Linked DNA regions of Drosophila melanogaster: region 2 is linked to region 1. A link is a contact called in public Hi-C data. All regions are on one chromosome and are shown on one strand. Each heading gives the region's core, a stretch centred on a gene start, on an enhancer-like site or on the middle of the called end of the contact. The rest is flanking DNA. Distances are from core to core; before and after follow the strand shown. Region 1 overlaps Dpp10 (Dipeptidyl peptidase 10). Region 2 holds the start of Rca1 (Regulator of cyclin A1).

What was found. Hi-C and Micro-C count contacts between places; a contact is called where the count stands out from the background.
Region 2: a contact with region 1 is called in a Hi-C map of the Kc167 cell line, with 2.0 times the contacts expected there. The contact joins the promoter of Rca1 here to the enhancer-like site in region 1.

The regions. Positions count from the first base shown.
Region 1 is chr2L:6,584,508-6,589,010 of dm6, reverse strand. It overlaps Dpp10 (Dipeptidyl peptidase 10), which reads left to right. Exons shown (of 16, transcript NM_135207.3): 2 at 1,868-2,510. The coding sequence starts at 2,481. Among named protein-coding and RNA genes, the nearest start is that of Dpp10, 14 kb to the left of the region's middle. Within about 2 kb of position 1,905, at least 8 of the 39 cell types and tissues checked have an H3K27ac peak or open chromatin away from gene starts, as enhancers often do. A contact at or near this core is called in the Kc167 cell line, where this site is marked.
Region 2 is chr2L:6,849,858-6,854,360 of dm6, reverse strand. It overlaps Rca1 (Regulator of cyclin A1), which reads right to left and starts at 2,046. Exons shown (of 1, transcript NM_057866.3): 1 at 495-2,046. The coding sequence starts at 1,939. The coding sequence ends at 704. l(2)k09022 (lethal (2) k09022) reads right to left here and starts at 219. Exons shown (of 4, transcript NM_135235.3): 1 at 1-219. The coding sequence starts at 115.

The DNA.
Region 1 (4,503 bases), core at 656-3,155:
CCGTGGAATTCGTAAAGAGGCACGTGCTTTAACTGCATAAAGAAGGTATACAAAATTGTTTAGATACGATTTTTTATACGATTTCTCAACAGTTTTTATAGCAGTATTTTAATGAAGATTCTAAAAATGCTTATATGGTTTCCGGTATCCTTAGAAGGAGCCGTAAATTACAATCCCTGGGTCAGCAGAACTCCGCCATTCGGAGCCATCACAAAATATGCAAAATGTTTTGTTTTACTTGGCTGCGAGGAGTATTTCAATGGTACATTGTTCGAGGTAAAAATGAAAATCATTTTTATGAAAACAATACCATTCGCGCTTGGCTGCGTAAGAAATAATACAAAACAGTATGGCAAAAGAACATAACAAAAGTCCCAAACAATTTGGCTACGTAAAAATTAATGAAATTTATGTTAGCAGCTACACATGCACATATATCAAAAATTGCCATTGTTCCCAAAAGTGACGTTTAGGTCGAGGATTGTGTTTTCTTTCATACATTTTGCTTAAATTTATAGTTGAGCATGCCGGTGGAGGTGAAAGGCGGGCAGAAGCCCCACAATGACCAAAGTTTATGCATTGTAATGCGCTTCGAGGAAGCGGAGTGCACAGTGAATGCTCCCCAAAGATGACTCAGGCGAATGATAAACACTCTTCCCTTCCAAAACCTCTCCCCTCTTGCTGCCATGGGGCTATTGTAGATTATTTGTGTGTCATTGGCTATTTAAGCCAAAGCTTCTCTTGGGGCCAAGAACAAGTTTTAACGCTTTTTCGACAGGAATATGTATGCTGCTTTTATTTGGATGTGGTGTCATTTGTCTTCCTCATGCCGTCGAGCTACAAAGCTGACATTCAGGGTAATTATAGTATACATATAGAAAATGGCTTTGATAGCCTTTGGATTATGGGGATAACACTCGCTTGATCCTCTTGTGGCTCGGAAAGCTGTTGAGTCATTGAAGCAGCAGAAAATCGGTTTTCACCTCTTATTTAAATTTAAACTTAATTATTTTTGTAGCCTATAAACTTATTTATTCATATGATGGCGATCACTTGAAATTCTCTTTAACACCACAAACAAATGTTACGGACTTTAGCCCAATTTCCACCCAACTATGAATGTCTCTCCACATCTGCACATACCCTGTAGTCATTGTTAACTGTGCATGCATTTTGCATAATAAGCTACTTATAAGCGGTACCAAGAAAAAAAAAGCAAAGGAGCGAGAAAAAACTTGCCATAACTTAAATTGAAAATGTAATGCTATTAACACTGCTCTCTGCCACTGCACCCTGCCCCATGGATTTAATTTGCATATAACAGAGCAGTCGTGTTTAAAGTGTAGCAACCACGCCCCCTTTTCCACCGTCTGCGACATTTTGCATAATAAACAGATTAGTTTTTTGGGTTTACCTGCATGTTTCTACCCACCAATCGAAAAGTACAAGACTGGAAACATACATAGTCGCAGTACATGTAATTAGAACTAACATCGCCTGCTTTTGGGCAGCGGCCTTTGTTTATGCAAATATTTAAGCACTAGACTACTTAACCCACATTCAAATGCCAGCAAAGCCCAACACAGACAAGAACGAAAGTATGCAGCATGTGTCATGTTATATAAGCACAACCCTAACACCCCCGCATATACACACACACGCACACACGACCAAGGCTAAAAGCACAACAAACAACAAATTGGCACTAACAACAACAACACACGGTGCATATGAACAGCAACCAAGAACAACAACAACACCAACAAAACACCAGAGCAACAAGAAAATGTTTAAGCAAGAAGTGAATTTTAAAATATCGTGTGTGTTTTTTCTTCCCCACTCCAAAACCCACTCTATTCCAATTTAGCGCTTGGCCTAAAAGTATGCTGCATCATTAGTGTCTCAACAACGGGCACAACTACACCAACGCCTACTACAACTACAACTACACCAACAAAGGATGAACTGTGCTGGCTGCAGCTGGGAAAACTAAGAATGCACGCTCATTAGGCGGTGCAGACGCGGCGAGCAAAAGCGCACTGCGAGTTCCTAAGTCAAACGTCGAAAAAACAACGCCCCTACCAAACCATAATTAGCAACAACAAAACAAGAAGCACAGGGCAACGGGGCGTGGTCGACGCAAGGCGGAAGGACAGCTGGCAAAAGTCAAGGACGAAAGTTGCCGAATAATTCGCGAAAGCATGACCATGGGTAGTAACTTCAGTTATCTCGAATCCCACCAGACGCCCAAGGCGGACGCAGCGAGCTGATTTTCACAACTAGACAAATAGCCAGAGCTTGCGAATAAATCGCCTGGTGCAGCTGATAGATTCGATTAGCAGTCTGAAAAGCATAAAGCCAGCGGACCACAGAGACAACAGCCGGCGGCTTCTTTAATTTGTCAACCAAACAACACCCACCCCACCGCGCCCATCGGACATCCGCTAAATCCATCGCCGTAAGCCCACAAATATCGCGTCATGCCGGAGCAGGATAATTACGATGATGAGGTAATTTCTTTTGTTACACATTTTGCGTACGCAGCCAGCAGAGGAATATGTTTTGAGCCCAAATATAATTAGGCATAATTAATTTTAAAAACAAATATTTTCCGGTCTGCGTGTGTGCGTGTGCCGATATCCTGAGTTTCCGGTTATCGCGGAGCTCAGTCGAAAGTCAAGGAAACCTTAAACTTCTGGTTGGGATTAAAATTTCAAATTGTTTAATGGCGGGGAAAATTGAAAAGCGCCAGGAGAATACATAAGTCTGGCGTGGCATTAGAAAGTTGGCTAGCTCTGACGTAAGCAGAATGTAAGGGTTATTGTTATGCAATCTAATTAACTCTCTAGCGTCATTACGGCACATTTATGTAAATATGGCAATTTAATTTGAATTCCAGCACAAGGAAAATGCCTTGAAGGCAGTGCAACTGAATTTTTGGTAATTTACGTAATGAAAAAGCGTTGTCAAACGTAAAACACAAAGCTTTCATTATACTCGCTTTTTTTTATTAAATGACAATATTTACCAAATCATGAAATTGGCTATAATTAGGTATGCAAATATGCGCGTTTGAGGAGGTTAATTAGTTGACTGTTGCATAAAAAGTGCACACATTGTTTTAATAAATAAAGATGAAGTTTTTTAAATCAATGGACTGCCATACTTTTAGTACTTTAACTTTAACTTAGTACTTTAACTTTGATTACCTAAAATCCTTAAATTTACATTGCTTAATATTTGCTGAACGACTAGGAGAGTCACTTGGGGAAATCCTCGATTGGTTTATCCCGAGATTACCTTCCGCGATTGAATTTATTATTAGCTTCACTTGTCCGACGAGCTGACTTAGCACTTACATCGCCACTTCAGTCGCTACTCACTCTGATTTCAACTTTGAGAAGGACTCTGGGGAGGCAGGAAAGTTCGCCGACTACTCCACGCAGAGACTTGAGTTTCCTACCAGCTTTTCCACCATCCAACATCCACTTTCGCTTTTCCGACTTTTCCGGACTTTGATGGTCAGCTTCTCGTGCCGCTTGGCTGGATTCTTTGCGGCGCCGTGGCATCAACTCTGTGGCTGCGATGCTAATTGAAATAAATTCCGCATGTTATTCAAATGCAAAACGCTGACGGAGCTGACTACAATTGCGAAATTGAATTAGCCATGCAACGCGTGTCTGTGTGTGTGTGCTTGGCATACCAAGTCATCTGGGGAGGACTTTTCCGCCCAAGTGGGAGTGTCAATCGCTGCCCAGAATAAACAGCCAGTCGCAATGGCAATCAGCCATTCGAGTGGAAATCAATTAGCCGGAATTTCCACTTCGATTACCACCCACCAACGCATAGATGTGCCTTTTGCCCGCCCACACTTTTGGCCATATATTTTGGGAGCAATCGAGTTGGCCAGTGCACTGCATCCATTTTAACTGTTTTGACTATGCTAATTTCGGCTGACAGGTGTTGCTGTTGCTGAAGGAAAGGTTCTGAGGTAGAGTCAATATTTGCTAAATATGTGATTAATATTGGGATTTCCCTTGGCAGGTTGAAGATTAAATGTTACAATACATATTAATTTCGATCTATGATTTAATATGAGGTTGCTTAGTAAGTTTGTGTGATTGAAAATGTGTACGAATAGATTACATTTATGACAGCTTTACACTTTATGAGTATCCTGTTCCGAGACGTATTTCCTTCATAATTTATTTTGGGCTACCTTACCCAGTTTCGGTGAGTGTTTACTTACCAATAAATCATGTTAAGTCAAGCTTAAAATCATAAAATTGAAACTGCCATTGGCGAAATGGTTCAAAATAATCACTCTTGCTCGAACAACCAGTCAAAGTCAGCGACTGCACATCGCATTCAATTGTGTCAGCGCGCTGGCATATTACATTTTATTTTGACAAATTCAGGCAACTTAACGACCGCCGACAGGTGCGCCACCTGCCGGAGCAGATCGGAAAAGCGGAGTACAGAAAAATAAGCAATCATGGCCGT
Region 2 (4,503 bases), core at 797-3,296, 270 kb before region 1:
TGGCCGCCTCCTTGGGATCGAAGAGTATGGAGGCGCGACTTCGTGCATCTGCCAAAGTTACCGACGACTGCGGCGCAGCCAGTTTCTGCAGCTGCTGTGCCAACGCAGTACTCATTTTGGATGATCGTTTTTTCCTTTTTTCTCAAGTTAATTAAAGGTAAAAACGGAGAACAATAAATGTGCGGCAACCGCACTCCACACGTGTTTTGTTGGTGTGGCCAAAGATCTCTTGGCAGTACACAAAGTAGCTTACGGTAAATAGCGCGCATTGGCGTTAGCCAAGACCCAAACCAGTATACTACAGCTGATTTTAAACATTTTCTGTTTGAATTTATTTTATGCAATGCAATCAATAATAATAAAATATTTTTAAGACTTGCCTAACATATTAAGGCTGCCTTTGAAGCCTGTTATAATGATGTATAATAACAAAGCCTTACATGTTAATAAACAGGAATCACTTTCCCCCAGTTATAATTATAACAATTATAGTTCTAAAAATGATTTATATATTTTGCATGTGTAAAAAATACTTAATCTCGCAGAGGTACAGAATTCCGACAAACCTTACATGGAACGATTTAAAAACATATATATGAATGTACGTGATGAAATGGAACTTAATGCGATGGACATAATACGAAATTAATGAGATTTAAAAAAATCGAATACTAATCGTAATAGTTAAAAGCCTATGATAAAGCTAAAAGCAGAGCCGCTTGAGCGAGTTCTTCCTTGTGATTTTCGGATCACGGTTCTGGGCACGTTGTGGCGGCGTCAGTCGCTCCCGTGGCATCATCAGTTTGGATGGTGTGTCCAGTTCGGTGACCAGGCAACGCTCGCCGGGATGCGACTTGCACAGACAGTTGACGCAGAACCGAAACTGGCAGATGACACTGGTGCATTCGGCGAAGTTATATGGCGGTCCTTGCGGTGAAGTCCTGACCTCGTCAAGATCCAGGGACAGGAAGCGTTTGAGAGGCGGACCCGTCATGCAGGGGAATGTGCTGGTTGTACGTCCAATAGGCAGAGTTTGCGACAATAGGTTTTCGCCACACTTGGCCGCCTCGCTTATGAAAACCCGGCTGCCTCGACCGCATCGCGGACACTTGACGCGCTGCGTCTGCTCGCGCAGCACCCTTCCGGCATCCACGTCCATCAGGTGGATGCTCGAGTTGCCCGAGTCCATTAGCGAGGCGGCGCTGTTGGCCAGGCTGCTATGGTTCGAGGTCTGCAATGGCACTGTGTGGTTTGCCTTGGGCACATGGCTGCACCGCTTGGGCACGTGAGGATTCTCTTTGGTTAGATTCAATTTGAGTCGGTGGTTCTGTAGGCGCTCCAAGTCGCGTTGGCTGCGATAAACAGCCTGCTTCCAGGCCGGCGATACCTTGGTCATCACGTCCAGCGTGTGGGCGCCCACATGACGCAGTATGCACTGCAGTGCCGGTTGCCATTGCGCCAGCTTGGCCACGATATCCAGCTTTTCGACACCGCCGTAGAAGCGATTCTTGGGCGGTTCTTCTATGTGGGGAAAGAGCAGCTTTTTGGACTTCTTGGGGCTACTGTGTGGCGATTGAAAGTGTTTCTTGCGTCGCTTGGGCAGACTATGCTCATCCTGCAGACGCGGAGTCATAGAGAAAGGCTCCTCCTCCGCGGAAAATTTCTTTTGGGGCTGTGTTCTGGGATAGGGCTTGCCCCAGTAAAGGTCCTGCTCCTGGTGGCCACTGGGCGTGTTCAGCCCCCGAAAGAATGTTGTGGTATTCGATGCATTGCGACAGTTTTCGCCCTCAGCGTCCTCCAATAAAAATGGCGTCTCCGCGGTGGAATTGTGCAGCGCCAGGAAGGATGTGTAGCCAGACTCGTTCATCTCCAACTCGAAGGATGACCCTCGGCTTGGGCTCTTCTTCCGCAACGCCGCGCGCCGATAATAGGCGCTCATCTTGACCGAATTTTAAACTTTCGAATTGTTATGCTTTTCGCATCGGTTGATTGTTTTTGGGTACGGATCAGTGTGACCGCCCCAATAAAATACTAACTGGCTACTAAATAGATACCAGTTCATTGTCGGGTCAACTCAGAATGCTACGTATCGCGTTGCCAACCATTTGATATATATTATCGTGACTGTTAGGCAAACCATTTAAACTTGTGCATTAAAAGATGCCACTTGATCGGATTATTGGAATCTGACAGTTAATCGTAGACTCCTATTAACATAAGCAACTTCAGCCATTTATAAACATGTCTAAAAGAGTTCAAGCTGTACAAGATTTGAGGTTCTGGAATAAGATAGCGTTTTTTCATTCTATGCAGTGTGTACATACTTCCATATTAGCGAGTACACATTCCAAAGCTAGCGAAGACGCACTTGCGACTAATGCTCTCGAAAAAAGAAGTAAAATAAAGAATAAGAGTGATAAATAATATGTATAATCAGTTCATTAAGTTAAAAACACCAAGAATTTGACTTTCAATAAATTATATTTCCATGCCTTACGCCATAAGTATAAAATAAATACCTATATACTCAGCTTATTGCTTTAATACCAATTCGAAAATAGAAAACTTTCACTTATTAAATATGGAAATAAGTAATAGTTTGAAAACATTCACTTTATAAAAACGGGATTCCGTTTAACATCTTATATATTATTATTATATTATTATATTATATTATATTATTATATTATATTATATATATTAAAAGTGTATTTCATCGTCTTAGCTTTGAAGACATTGGTAAAATTATGTTGATAAGCTTATAAAAATACTCTCGATTAGCTGACATATGGTGCTATTTAAATTTCTACGCCTATAACAAAAAGATTTTAATCGAACATAAGTATATCTATATCTATTAAAATTGAAATCATTACAAATTATTTTATGAGATATGTCTTCTGTTCCCTGTTTGGCCCAATCAAAATTCGGCAGTCAGGATAATCTGGCCTTGGCCATCATCAGTGTCATCAAATTAACGAAAATCCCTCAATAATTTATCATTTGTTCTCCCTGACTCGTCCTTAGATTTTTTCCGTTCCGCTTCCCTCATCTTCTTCTTTGCCGCGTCCTTTGTGCCCACTGACAAATTTGCCAGCTCAAGTTTTTTGTGCAAATCATGACGGGGCATAGATTTGGGATTCATGTGAAAGTCTTCCTTCGCCGCTAGGTGGATAGTTTCGTCAGCTGTCCATAGAGTCAGCTAAATGAAGCCCCATGACCCACCACCACTGGCCAACCCATGCTCGTGCCCATTCCCATTCCAAGGACCATTTGCAACCGCCCGACGACTTCATCCACTTGCTGGGAAAGATGAGAGGTCGAGAATCTGTTGTGGTTGCCGGGGGAAAATCAATGAATGATATTTCCTTTATGAGGCTCAATTATTTGCTGCGGGGATTTGCTATTCTACCCCGGATTCTGTCATCTGGTTCGTGCCTCATTGTCCTTCTAAATGCTTTGGCAAAATATTTTGGGTATTTGCGCTGCCTTTTGTCGGCCAGCAGCTTCTGCGTTAATAATTTATGAATACTTGCTCGTTTATTGTTTTGCATTATTTATGGTTTTATTATTTGTCTATTTGCTGCCACCAAAAGGGGCGTGTCGGCGGGCAAAGATTTTGTTTTGATTTTAATTAAATCGACGGACAGACGCACATCGGCTTAATTTAAAGTCATTTGACTGTTCTAATCTCTTTTCCACTGACCGGTTTGCCCATCTTTTTTTTTTTTCGGGCGTGGATATGGCAGCATATTAATTGTCGTCGTGGCTTTGGGATTAATCTGTGGTTCATTTGGTTCGGTCCTGGGAAGTCGTGGTCACCCTGTTTGCTTTGAGATCAGAGGGATGTTAACTAATGACTTTGTCAATGGGAGCCGAATGAGTCGAACTAGGGATATGTGCTAGGCATTGATTTATCTTAGGTGTATATAGAAGATAACTGCAATGATATTTAAAGTATTATATAAAATATTACAAGATTTGCTAGAAATAATATGTTGTTGGTTGAATAATGAAGTAGTGCTCTTGCACTCATAAATATTGTTTTCAAAAATAAGTCTCAACTCATTTCCTTGACTTTACTTTAAGGACTTACATTACTTCCTGTACAAATCGCGACTTTACCATACCATGAATCTATTTGCCTTGTCCTGCTTCGAGAATGCTAACTAACCTTCACCCCAAAAACTACTGTCAACAGAACACAATTCCTTATGGCTGAGGGAAAATCCTTGAGGCAAGGCAAATCCATGTCCAAAAGGTCGCGACATATGTAGCGCATATATGCATACATATGTTTTGATGTGGAGCTATGTTTGCACGGATATTGATATGCGGCTGATTAATTTGAGTTTACGCACCAGAACGACCCGGAATGATGACAAATGGGGGAAAGGAAGGGCAGCTCCTGTCAATATTTGCACTCAATCCGTACATATGCTCTAATTATTATCCTTTTGGCAGTGGGCAGTGCCCTGTTTTGGCATTATGTCGCTGCACGCA